Linked DNA regions of Triticum aestivum: region 2 is linked to region 1. The links are chromatin contacts, called in public Hi-C maps. All regions are on one chromosome and are shown on one strand. Each heading gives the region's core, a stretch centred on a gene start, on an enhancer-like site or on the middle of the called end of the contact. The rest is flanking DNA. Distances are from core to core; before and after follow the strand shown.

The links. Hi-C and Micro-C count contacts between places; a contact is called where the count stands out from the background.
Region 2: a Hi-C map of leaf shows a contact between it and region 1, with 7 times the contacts expected there. The contact joins the promoter of LOC123103158 here to the promoter of LOC123103157 in region 1. A contact is called at or near these places in 2 of 5 Hi-C or Micro-C datasets (both in leaf).

The regions. Positions count from the first base shown.
Region 1 is chr5A:323,007,029-323,013,392 of IWGSC CS RefSeq v2.1, forward strand. It overlaps LOC123103157, which reads left to right and starts at 3,337. Exons shown (of 1, transcript XM_044524655.1): 1 at 3,337-5,383. The coding sequence starts at 3,888. The coding sequence ends at 4,841.
Region 2 is chr5A:323,141,706-323,148,069 of IWGSC CS RefSeq v2.1, forward strand. LOC123103158 (BTB/POZ domain-containing protein At3g08570) reads left to right here and starts at 2,577. Exons shown (of 4, transcript XM_044524656.1): 1 at 2,577-2,901; 2 at 3,732-3,798; 3 at 4,172-5,317; 4 at 5,718-6,364. The coding sequence starts at 2,810. The coding sequence ends at 6,305.

The DNA of each region.
Region 1 (6,364 bases), core at 2,087-4,586:
TTAATACACTAGATGCATGCTGGATAGCGGTCGATGTGTGGAGTAATAGTAGTAGATGTAGGCAAGAGTCACTCTACTAATCTTGGACGTGATGCCTATATACATGATCATTGCCTTGGATATCGCCATAATTATTTGCTCTTCTATCAATCATCCAAAAGTAATTTGTTTACCCACCGTATGCTATTTTCGGGAGAGAAGCCACTAGTGAAATCTATGGCCCCTAGGTCTATCTTTTATCATATTGTTTTCAGATCTATTATTCCAAAAACCCAAAAATACCTTGCTGCACTTTTTCTTTCTTTATTTATTTTGTGTTTTGCAAGATCTATTTATCTAATCTACCACAATTTTACTTATCTCAATATCGAGGAGGGATTGACAACCCCTCTTACGCCTTGGGTTGCAAGTATTTGTTCTTTGTGTGTAGGTACCGTTTACATAGTGTTGCTTGGTTCTCCTACAGGATTGATAACCTTGGTTTCATAACTAATAACTAAGGGAAATACTTACCGTTGTTGTGCTGCATCATCCTCTCCTCTTCGGGGAAATACCAACACAGATACAAGCAACCAGGAAGAATTTCTGGTGCCTTTGTCGGGGAGACATCATCAACATCTATCAGGTTCCTAGCTACTAGCTATGAACCCGTAGGTCTGTGGTAAACTACTCACACATCATCGGAAGGGCAGCAAGGTTGATGTAGAGGCCCTCCGTGATCGAGTCCCCCTCCGGTGGAGTACCATAACAGGTCTCCAGATGGGAACTTGCGAGGACAGAAACTTGCGGCGGTGGAAAGGTATTTTTTGTGTGCCCTCTGGTATACTGGGAATATTTGGGTATTTATAAAGCAAAGATTAGGGTTGGAGGAGCATCAGGGGGCGCGCCTTCCGAGCTTGTCGCCAACTGGTGGCCCCTCTGACCCCCTCCTGAAGGTTCCTGGGTGTCTTCTGGTCCAAGAAAAATCCTTAAAAAAATTTGTTCCGTTTGGACTTTGTTTGATATTAATTTTCTGTAAAACACAAAAAGAAGGGAAAAAACAGCAACTGGCACTTGGCATTAGGTTAATAGGTTAGTCCCAAAAAATGATATAAAATAGTTTAATAATGCATATAAAACATCCAAGATGGAACTATAATAGCATGGAATAATAAAAATTATAGATATGTTGGAGACGTATCAACCCTTGGGCAATTGCAAAACTTGTTTATGGCACTCCAAATGCCCTCTCAATGTATTTCCTCTGAGCTTCTTGTGCCTTTGCGAAAGGCTTATCCTTGCTCTCATGCTTATAAATTGTCTTCACGGATGTTGACAATGATGGATAGATGCCACCAGCTAAAAAGTGTCATTGGTCATACTAATGGTTATTCAGCGTAAAGTTGCAAGGTGGAGAAGTACCAGCAGCTAGACTTGCAAACATATGCGACCTCTACAAGACATTGATGCCATTGTGAGATCTAGGCAACCCAAAGTAGCAATTTCACATCCACAGATCTTTATAGGCAACAACTTCCAAAATTATGGTTGGATCCTTGTAGTCGTGCCAAGATGCATAAAGCTTTTTCCTTTTCTAGTGCATACAGTCAACACCCCCGCCATCCTTGGATAACCTCTTGCTTCATGCATTATAAGTCTGGTCCTGTCATCTGCATTGGGTGCTCGCAGATATTGCAGTTTATCAGCACAACAATTTCGGCGAACAAATTCGTACACTTGAGGATTGTATCTTCAACCATTCGAAGAGTGTCATCCAATGAATCTGCAAAGTATCCTAAGTACCGTGGTCACCTTCTAAAAAGAAAAGAAAAATAGGAGATCGGCGAAATTTCTCTATTGTTGGAAGAAAGGTTCGCTAGCATGCATGTCGTCAGCAATTTGACAGAACAGTCACTCGGTCATGCGGAAGCGTCGCCATGACACGTACGACAAGAAGGTACAACCAAACACAAACTAATCGAGCATGAACACAAACTAGAGTGGCATTTTAGACCAAAGTTGTCATGTTAGCGATTCGTATGGCAATGAAGAGTATACGTCAACTCTGCTAGAGTTGCTCTAGGTGACATGAACACGTTCATTTTTAGAAAAATATGTGTGCTTTTCTCCATTTTAAATTTCTCACCTCCCCAATCTACATGTGGAAATATAGACACTGCACATTTCAAAATCGAATCGAAAGACCATACAGAGAAAAACAGAACCGACCACAATTTTATGGTTTTTCGTTTATGGTATGGTATGAAATCTAAAAACCATATACAAGTCGGGTTTTCTGGTATAAAATTTTGGTAAAACGAAGAAAGGGTAGTTTAGAGGAGGCCTCTTTGTAGTGAAGGAATTTTTTTAGAAATAACTTTGACATAGTTAGGCCCTCTTTGGATTGAAGGGATTTTATACGATTGATAGGAATTTTTTCCTATGAAAGCGTTTTGGACCATAGAAATGGGTTCACCAAATTGTTATGGGATCCATTATATACCATTTCATTTAGGATTTGTTTGATTCAAATGAATTTCATAGGGTTTTTTTAGGATTAGAATCCTTAGATATTTGTTGTATATTGGTCATTTGATTTGTAGGATTGAATCCTATAGAATTTTTCTTAAGGAATCACTTGAAGTGGATTTCATAGAAAATCTAGCATCCACACCAATCTCTTGGAAAAATTATCTTATTTTTGTATAATACATCCAAACAAACTCAAATCTTGTAGGATTCGAATGGGAATGACATTTCAATCTTCTGTTTTTTACAATCCCACAAATCAAAGAGGCTCTCGGTAGGAATCTAAACATAAACTCAAATATAATTTTGTTTTTTTTAAGTCTCATGCGCTTGCACGATATCTCACTCTACTCCCTCTCCTGAATCCTCCAAAACTCCCGTGCTCATTTCTTGTGCAACATCCAAAGAGACATTTTATAAAATTCCTGTATTTTGAACTCCCAAATTCATACGACATATAGCATCTAAATATCACTACCTCCAATCTAAAATAAGTGTCGCAGTTTTGAGCTAGAACTATTTTGGATTGAAGGGAGTAGGAGGAGGTCGTGACTGGCCGGTGGGCCCCACCCGCCAGTGACATTGCAATGGAACCGAGACCTCTCCTACATGCAACAAACCGAACAGAGCCCCTCGGAATAATCCAAACGTTACGGCAGAGGACACCCTGGACAAGCACGGCACACGCGCGTGGGGCCCACACACCAGCCGGCGGAGACAGTGCGCTTCACGCAGTTCAGCCTCCCAGGGCTAGAAGGGTAACTTCCGGTGCCGTGACAGCTGTATGCCTCGCGTCTTTAATAGGAGTACCCACTAAACCTCTTTAAAAAATTGTAAATTCCGACTATGACCCTCACCAAGAATTCTCTCCGCTCCTCCACTTCACTCCCCGCTCTCCTTCGATCTCAATCCCCAAACCCTCTCCTCCTCCTCCCCCCGCGTCGCAATCGTCTCAAATCCCGTCGCCACCGGTCTCTCCGCTCTGATTCCTCCGAGACTGATTCGCTCCAGAACCTGTTCTTACTCTCTCGGGGGCAAAAAAAAAACCAATCTTGTTTTCACAGTCCTGTCTTTGTCCCGTCGTAGCTTCCATCTCCATTGCTGCTGCGCTCGAGGTTGCCCCGTAGAGAGCTGTCCCGCCCGTGCGGGGTGGGCGCAGTAAATGCGCGTCCTTGTGGAGAATCCCAAGGTTTCCCGCGCCGAATCTCGTCCTTGTTCCCCCGAGTTAAGAGGTGGAGGTGGTAATTCTTCGTACGCGCGCCAATCTTTGCCGCGTTCGTGGATGACGAGGGGATCCTCCTGACTCTTCTTCTCGAGCTTGCCTCCCACCCTCCTGGCTTTCTCACCACACCTGGATTCCTGGCGGAGCCGTGGTGCCCATGGATTTCCTATTATGCGTCTGCCTCCTCCAACTGCTGTTCTTGCGCTCTTCTCCGGTGGCGGCGCAGCAGCCGACGCCGTCGCCGGCTAGGGCCCTGGACGCAATGCTGCAGGAGTACGCGTACCGGGCCCTCGTCCGGCCGCGCACCGGCATCGTCTACAATGCCACCGTCCCCGGCAACCTCACCGGCGTCTCGGTGTCCGCGCTCCGCCTGCGCAGCGGCAGCCTCCGGAGGAAAGGTTTGTCCCAGTACTTTCAGTTCGGCCTGCCCACCGGCGTCATTGCGCAGCCGCGCGTGGAGAGGATGCTGCTCGTGTACCACAACCTGGGCAATTGGTCGCAGCACTACTACCCGCCTCCCCCCGGCTACACCTACCTCTCGCCGGTGCTTGGACTGCTAGCCTATGATGCTGCCAACCTTTCGGCAGTGGGGTTGCCGGAGCTGAACATCGTCGCGTCAGGAAGCCCGATTCTTGTACATTTCAGCAATGTCAGGGCGGCGCCGGCAGGCCGCCCAGCACCACGGTCACGGTGTGTGTGGTTCGACTTGGATGGTGTGCCGCAGTTCCGGGACCAAGAGGCAAGCAACGTGTGTGCTACGTATCGCCAAGGGCACTTCTCGATAGTGGTGAACTCCAGTGAGGTTGCTCCTGCTCCATTGCCACCAGGCGCAATTGCCCCGCCGATACCGGCTGCCGGAGGTCCTACCAAGGGGGGCTCGCAAGCTTGGAAGGTTGCCGTTGGCGTGGTTGGGGGCGCCATAGCATTGGGGCTGTTATCTTCAGCTCTTCTGTGTCTGGTGAGGCATAAAAGGGCCAAGAAGTTGGAGGTGATGGAGCGGAATTCAGAGGTTGGGGAGACATTGCGCATGGCGCAGGTTGGGCGGGCGCAAGCACCTGTAGCGCTGTGGACACGAACAAAACCGGTGATCGAGAGCGAGTATGCTGCATAGTTTGTTTTGGATTTTCTGCAGAGTTTAACCATCACTAACAATGCCCGGAGGCATGGAATTTGTCCATCAGTCAGGGGTTGCTAATTACTGAAGTCAGGGCTCAGCTTCAAAGCACTCTTTTGGTGGGTTTATTTCGAAGGTTAATTTTTATGCGATGGCTATAATTGATGTTCATAATTGCCATGTTCATGCCAAGGAGCTCTGTTCATCTCCAAAGCAGTGGAGAAGTGAATGTATCAAGTCAGATTTGGAATTCCTCAAAAAAAATAAAATTGGGACGCTGTATTTCAGAGGAAGTAGATTAGCGGTAAAGCTGGGTAACACTCACTGCAAACGACATGGTTTTTGTTGAAATTAATTCTAGTTTTGGATCAGTTCCATTTTAGCACTGTTTGGTTTTCCTGTCCAGACATCTGTTGAGATGATTACATGATGATGTACATGCCATTTTGGTAATTAGCCTGATAACTTATTTTTCATGGTTACTTGTTGTAAGATACAGTCTGTATGTGGTGTGAACTATCCGTTATCTTCTCGCTACAGTTCTTGTTCCGCAGTCTGTTGATGATTTGGTGTTATGGTCGAATTCCAAATTAATATGATACTCGAAGCTTACTAGGGTGTCATTATCATTTCCCTAAGAAAAAGGTAGCATTACCATTGCTCAGAAATTAGCATCAACAATGCTGGAATAGGGCTGTTGCTGACTGAAGCTTTAGATGACTGACGGTTTAAACAAGAGGCGTTCTATTTATGGTATAATTTAATACGAAATCGTTACACAACTCTTCACTTTTAATTAACATTAACATGTACCCGGACTAATTTATGAAAGTGTAATTCTTGTTATGCTTTAACAATGTCATTTATCAAAGTATGCATTCCCAGGTCCTCTTGTTGCAAATTTTCTTCGGAAGTGGGCTTGAACATCCTCCAACTTGTGAGCTGGCTTCAGGTCATACTTTCTGACTGTTCTGGGCATGTGTTTTGTATATATATACTTTGCACACGTTTATTATTGTGTTGGAAGATTATGTAATCTCGAGGAAACCGATGATTAGCTGTTGTCACAACTTAAATCATTATGTTTTAGCTGCCAATGTGTGTTGCCAGTTTCAAAGTTGAGAGTGCGCATTCTTTATAGGTGCCTTGTTTTCAGTGGATGTGTTTGCTGAAGTGTGTGGCAGAAGCAAACCGGAGTGCTGAATTGGTTGCACATGCTGCATCTGCAAGCAAATGCATTGGTTTATTCTGGAACAAATATAACGCATATATGGAAGCGGTTAATCTGAGCTCGAGCTCATGTGAGCTCGGATGCACAGTAAAAAAATGAAAACAATTCTTCTTTAAAAATCTGATTTCTTTTGTGTAAACATTGACAAAAGTTTTGCTTGCTTGTGAAGTTTCATCAGAAAAAATTGTTGTAAACATTGTCAATGTTTGCTTAAAAAAACCATATTTTTTATTTTACTGTTTACCCGAGCTCATGTGAGCTCGAGCTGATATAGATTGCACGAAAAGAA
Region 2 (6,364 bases), core at 1,327-3,826, 130 kb after region 1:
ATTGTGGTGGATATGTTAGCAATTTTGATAGGAAGGGCTAAGGAAAATGGTCAAGTAGGTGGATTGGTACCTCATCTTATTGATGGAGGTGTATCCATCCTTCAGTATGCTGATGATACAATCATCTTTATGGAGTATGACTTGGCCAAGGCGAGAAATATGAAGCTTGTGTTATGCCTATTTGAACAATTGACCGGGTTAAAGATTAATTTTCATAAGAGCGAGCTGTTCTGTTTTGGTAGGGCCAAAGACAAACAGGATGCTTATAGGCAATTGTTTGGGTGTGAGTTGGGAGAGTTACCCTTCTCTTACCTGGGGATTCCAATCCACCATCGTAGGCTGACAAACAGAGAGTGTAAGTGCATCGAGGACCGATTTGAGAAGAAAATGAGTTGCTGGAAGGGTAAGCTCATGTCATACGGAGGCCGATTAATCCTGATTAATTCGGTGCTCACGAGTATGCCAATGTTTTTCCTATCGTTCTTTGAGGTCCCAGTTGGTGTTAGGAAGAGACTGGACTTCTATCGATCGCGTTTCTTTTGGCAGGCTGATGAGCTTAAAAGAAAATATCGGCTTGCCAAATGGGATATCATCTGTAGACCGAAAGACCAAGGGGGTTTAGGTATTGAGAATCTAGAAGTTAAGAATAAATGCCTTCTTAGCAAGTGGCTGTGGAAGCTCTCATCGGAGAATGATGCTATGTGGGCTCAAATCCTTCGCAGCAAGTACCTCCAGACAAAAACTTTGTCCCAGGTTACAGTCAGGCCGACCGATTCACCTTTCTGGAAAGGCCCGATGAAAGTCAAACAGTCCTTGTTTAATAGGACGAAGTTTGTCATTGGAAACGGCACGAGTACACATTTCTAGGAGGATACTTGGCTCGGCGAGACACCTTTGGCCATCCAATATCCGTCTTTATACCGCATTGTTCAACGACGTAAGGTATTCGTCGCATCGGTCCTTCAATCTACCCCCTTAATATTCAGTTCCGACGAACGCTAGCGGGCAATCGTTGGGAAGAATGGCTCCGTCTAGTTAGGAGACTGATGGAGGTCCAGCTTTCACAACAACCCGATGAATTACGCTGGAAATTGACTAAGTCTGGAGTATTCACGGTTAAATCAATGTATATTGATGTTATTAATTCGAACTCCATTCCTACGTCCAAGCATGTTTGGGATGTCAAAGTTCCTTTGAAAATAAAAGTGTTTATGTGGTTTGTCCATAAACAAGTTATTTTAACTAAGGACAACTTGATAAAGCGTAATTGGACAGGACCTACTAGGTGTAGTTTCTGCGATCGGGATGAGACTATCAAACACCTCTTTTTTGATTGCCCGTTGGCCAAGGTACTTTGGCAGACGGTCCACATTGCTTTTAATATCAATCCATGAATTCTGTTAATGCGTTATTTGGGACATGGCTTAATGGGATTGAGCCTGACTTAGCGAGACATATTCGGGTTGGAGTTTGTGCTTTGCTGTGGACTATCTGGACTTGCAGAAATGATTTGGTTTTTAACCGAATATCATGTATACATTTTTTGCAGGTCATATTCCGAACTATGGCTCTGATCCGTTCGTGGTCGTTACTCACCCAGACGGAGGTCAGGGAGCATTTGGTTACTGGGTCTTTCCGCTGGGAGATGATAGCTCGGGTTATCTTCAACCGGTTTGGATGACGGTCATGTAATAGAATAGGCAATTAGTTTCCCTATCTAGTATTAGCCAGCCGGTTGTGACGTCTTTTCTTGGCTAGTTGGTGTTTCTAGCCCTTATTGACTCTGTGTGAGTTTTCTGTGCTTTTTTATTACTTTTGGAGACCTTTAGAACCATGTTGTCACTACTTTATTTGGCTAATAAGATGGCCGTATGCATCTTTCTGATGCAGAGACCGGGGAATCCCCCCATTTCAAAAAAAAAGATCACTAAGGGAGTACAGTATTATTGACGATGCAAGGCATTTTCATTTATTAGGATAATCCAGAGATTAAATTTTCTGACCGAAATAAAAGGAACCAGAGCAATCTATTTCAAGGAATACCCAAACATGGCAACATGGCTAGACCCATAAGCATGGCCGCACAGGATCAAGCCTCTCTTGGGCACCTACCCATAGGCTGACAGTAGACCAGCCTTTGTCCCCTGGTCACCCAACTATTCATCTCTCATCAGTGTCACTTTCTCAGCCAATCCCCTAAACCAGCGCACAATACCAATACCCTGTCATCTAGCAGCTCCTTCCTTGCTCTTCCACATTTCTCTCTTGCCACATCTTTGTTGAATTGCACCCTCATACAAAACAGTATTTGGACTATAGCATCCTTCTTCGAAATCAAAGACATTTATTTTAGGATGGAGGGAGTAATAGGTACTCTGAATTTCAGACTAATCTTTTTTTTCTTCTTCTTTTTTGTGGCCACCCCTTTTACTCGTAAGAAAAGGCACTTGTGTTTCTTTGTACTACACAAGAGAAAAAGAGAAGAAGGGCGTGTGAGTAAATAGCACGAAAGGGCAACGCGGAAAACGAAAAGGGAGGGAGCAATCAAACCAAGAAACCGGAACGAATGTTTGTCATTGAATATCTCTCCCTCACGCCGACGACCAGCCGTTATTCCTTCCTCTCGTCCTTTCCTCCTCCTCCCCCCCCTCCTCGCTCTCCGTGTGTGAGCTGTGGGACGTCTCCTCCATTGCTCATCATTTCGAGCTTTCATTTTTTCTTCCTGTTCTTCTCCACGAGAGGCAGAGTAGGTAGGTAGGTAGGTAGGTACCATCCATCCATTTTGGCAAGGAGAAGAGGAGGTCGGGCAATGGGGTTGGCCAGCGACAGCGCCGGGTTCCCCTTCTCCGCCAAGCTCTCCGCCGCCAACTCGCCGCGCTTCTGCAACCCCATGAGCAGGAGGTGAGTCCTCGCCTCCCACCTCTTCCTCGTCGGTTTCTTTTCACCCCTTCTCCCGGGTGGGCTTTGCCGCCGTTCATGTTCTAGCGGCAAATGCGCCTGTGGTTGTCTTGGGAATCTTTTTGGGGGCGTCACAAACTCAGGATCCTTGCCAGTTTAGATCGTTTGGAGCTAATTTCATGGGTTTCAGGCCAAGGGAAAAAAATGGCATCTGAACTTCTGAAGCTCCCGTGTCCAACTCAAGAAAACAGTGGAATGTTACCCTGAAAATGTTCTTGGTAGCTCCCTCAAAGGGTTATTGTCAGGTGGTCCTGGGGATAACAAGATGCCCGCACATTTATTATTTTAGATCGTCCTATGATTTGCATAGATTCAGTTCTCCTTTAAAAGCTACTACTAGGACACTTCCTTTGTTATATTCCTCAGCTTCTGAATAAATCCATCTGAAAAGATCCGTGTGTGGCAAACTTGATGCACTAGCAGCATTAGTTCAACATGATCTGTCTATGTTAGTCTTAGTTTTTCTGTTCTATTAGTCTGAAAAGTTTTTCATCACTTGGTCAATCTGAACCCATAATCTGAATATGTGTTGGCGAACTGAAGGAATATGTACTACAGTAGTATTTGCTAGATACAAAAGTGACTTGTGCCACCACATTGTTCGGTTCCAAGGTAAAAAAAAAGGGGATTGTAGTTCCAAGCATTCTATGCCCCAATAACTGTAGAGCGAACTAGTGTCAAAAGAATTATGCTTGGCTTGATCTTCATTCACATGTTGCACATTAAGATGAAGTTCTTGGGTGTTTTAATTCCCTACATCGCTTGTTGTGCAGGATATTTTCAGATGTTGCTGGCGATATAACGGTATTGGTGGATGGTCAATCTTTTCTACTGCACAAGGTGCCCTTCATCTTCACCTCTTCTGAAGTTTTTATGGCCATCACTCTTCTTCACCTCTGTATTGGAGTGTGTGTTTCCCTCTTGTCCTTTTGAGTAGAAAAAAGAACGCTGTTGTGTTTTTCATTTGAACCTTAGCTTCAGTTATCATGGCTAAAAGGTGTAAAGAAATAAGAACATAATCTGGGAGAAACAACTAATGGGTTTGCCCACATGGTTAGAAATGTTTCGGGATCCTTGTGCGCGTGTGGAGAGAAGGGGGTAATAAGCAAACAAATTGTGATTGGTACTTTTCTTTTTCTGATGCTTATAGTATGAGCTGAAGCTAGGCCTGTGGAGCACGTTTGATCATACCGTGTCTCTACTTATTTTGCAGTTCCCTTTAGTCTCTCGGTGCGGAAGAATACGACGAATGGTGGCCGATGCCAAGGATCCAGATCTCTCAAAGCTTGAGCTTGTAAATGTACCAGGGGGAGCTACATCATTCGAACTCGCAGCCAAGTTCTGTTATGGGAGTAACTTTGAAATAACCACAGCGAATGTAGCTCATCTCCGGTGCATTGCAGAATATTTGGAAATGACAGAAGACTATCAAGATGAGAACCTCATTGTTCGGACAGAGATGTACCTGAATGACCTTGTGGTCAAGAACCTTGAGAAATCTCTACAAGTTTTATGCGCGTGTGAAGGCTTGGATCCAATGGTGGAGGAAATCGGATTTGTCGATAGGTGTGTCGATGCGATCGCGATGAACGCAAGCAAGGAGCAGCTGGTTTCAGGTTTGGCTCACTTGGAATGCGACGCGGGGTCCGGGAAGTTGCGGATGCATTGCCAGGACTGGTGGGTTGAGGATCTTTCTGCTCTAAGAATTGACTATTATCAGCGAGTGATCGCCGCGATGAGGAGAAGTGGCGTGAGACCGGAGAGCATAGGCACTTCAATCGTGCACTATGCTCAAACAGCTCTCAAGGGCATCGAAAGGCGTCACGTGTGGGATTCCGGCCCACTTGTCGGTGACAACCAAAGGGTGGTTGTGGAAACCCTCATCAACCTGATGGCAACCGAGAAGATCACAGCTGTTACCCTGTCATTCTTGTTCGGCATGCTCAGAATGGCGATAGAGGTTGATGCAGGACTAGACTACAGGATTGAAGTCGAGAAAAGGATCGGTCTCCATCTTGAGATGGCATCACTTGATGATCTTCTCATCCCGTCCATGCAAACGAGCGAGTCCATGTTTGACGTCGACACGGTCCATCGCATTTTGGTGAACTTCTTGCAAAGGATTGAGGAAGATGACTCGGGAGACTTGTCACCTTGCGGATACGAGTCCGACGGACTCAAGTCTCCGAGCCACGGCTCGGTGCTCAAGGTCGGAAGGCTAATGGACGGTTATCTTGCAGAAATTGCACCAGATCCTTATCTGAAACTGCAGAAGTTCATGACCCTCATCGAACTGTTGCCGGATTACGCTCGCATTGTTGATGATGGACTCTACCGAGCCATCGACATATACCTAAAGGTACAAAACTACACTATATCACAGTGCCACATTTTGGTAGTTGTATGTAGCAAACTTCTGAATTTGTAGGAGCAACTATATATGTTTAGACCAAAAACATTCTCCATCTAACTAATGTATTTGCCATCAGAAACAGCATGATATCTGTAGATGAAAATGTGATGATGTATGTACAATCAAATACTCACATTGAATCCGAGTGTACAGCATGATATCTGTAGATGAAAATGTGATGATGAACAGTACTCCGTTCGTTTTTATAAGGCGTTTGAGACAGCTGAGTTTGAACTGTTTAGTACACTGTCTGAATTTACTAAAACGTCTTATATAAGTGAACAGAGGGAGTATAATTTATCAATCTTGATTTGAATAAGGTTCTGATGGAATTGTGATCGGTCAGGCACACCCATCTCTGATGGAATCCGAGTGCAAGAAGCTGTGCAAGCTGATCGACTGCCAGAAGCTGTCCCAGGACGCGTCGAGCCACGCGGCGCAGAACGACCGGCTCCCGATGCAGATGGTGGTGCGCGTGCTCTACTTCGAGCAGCTCCGCCTCAAGTCGTCCTTCTCGGGCGGCCACTCCGGCGGCGGCGGCGAGTACTGCTCCTTCTCCCAGCGGATCACCATGCCGATCAGCGGGAGCGGCGTGCCGAGCTCGTGCGTGTCGCCCCGGGCCGCCGGCGCGGCCGACAGCTACGCGTCGCTGCGGCGGGAGAACCGGGAGCTGAAGCTGGAGGTGTCGCGGATGCGGGTGCGGCTGACGGAGCTGGAGCGGGAGCAGGGGATGATGAAGCAGGGGATGCGGGACGGCCGCCCGGGGGAGCACGGCCGCGCCTTCTTCGCGTCGATATCGAGGGGGATCGGGCGGATGGCCATGTTCGGCCCGGCCGGGGAGAGGAGGAAGAAGAGCTCCAGGGCGACGGCGAGCTCGCAGTGCTCCGAAGGGAAGAGCCGGAGGAGGAAGAAACCATCGGTCACGTATGCGTAGCTAAGCTAGAGGCTCTCAAGCCGCGCGCGGGAAAACACTGTAGAATGTATGTACTGTGC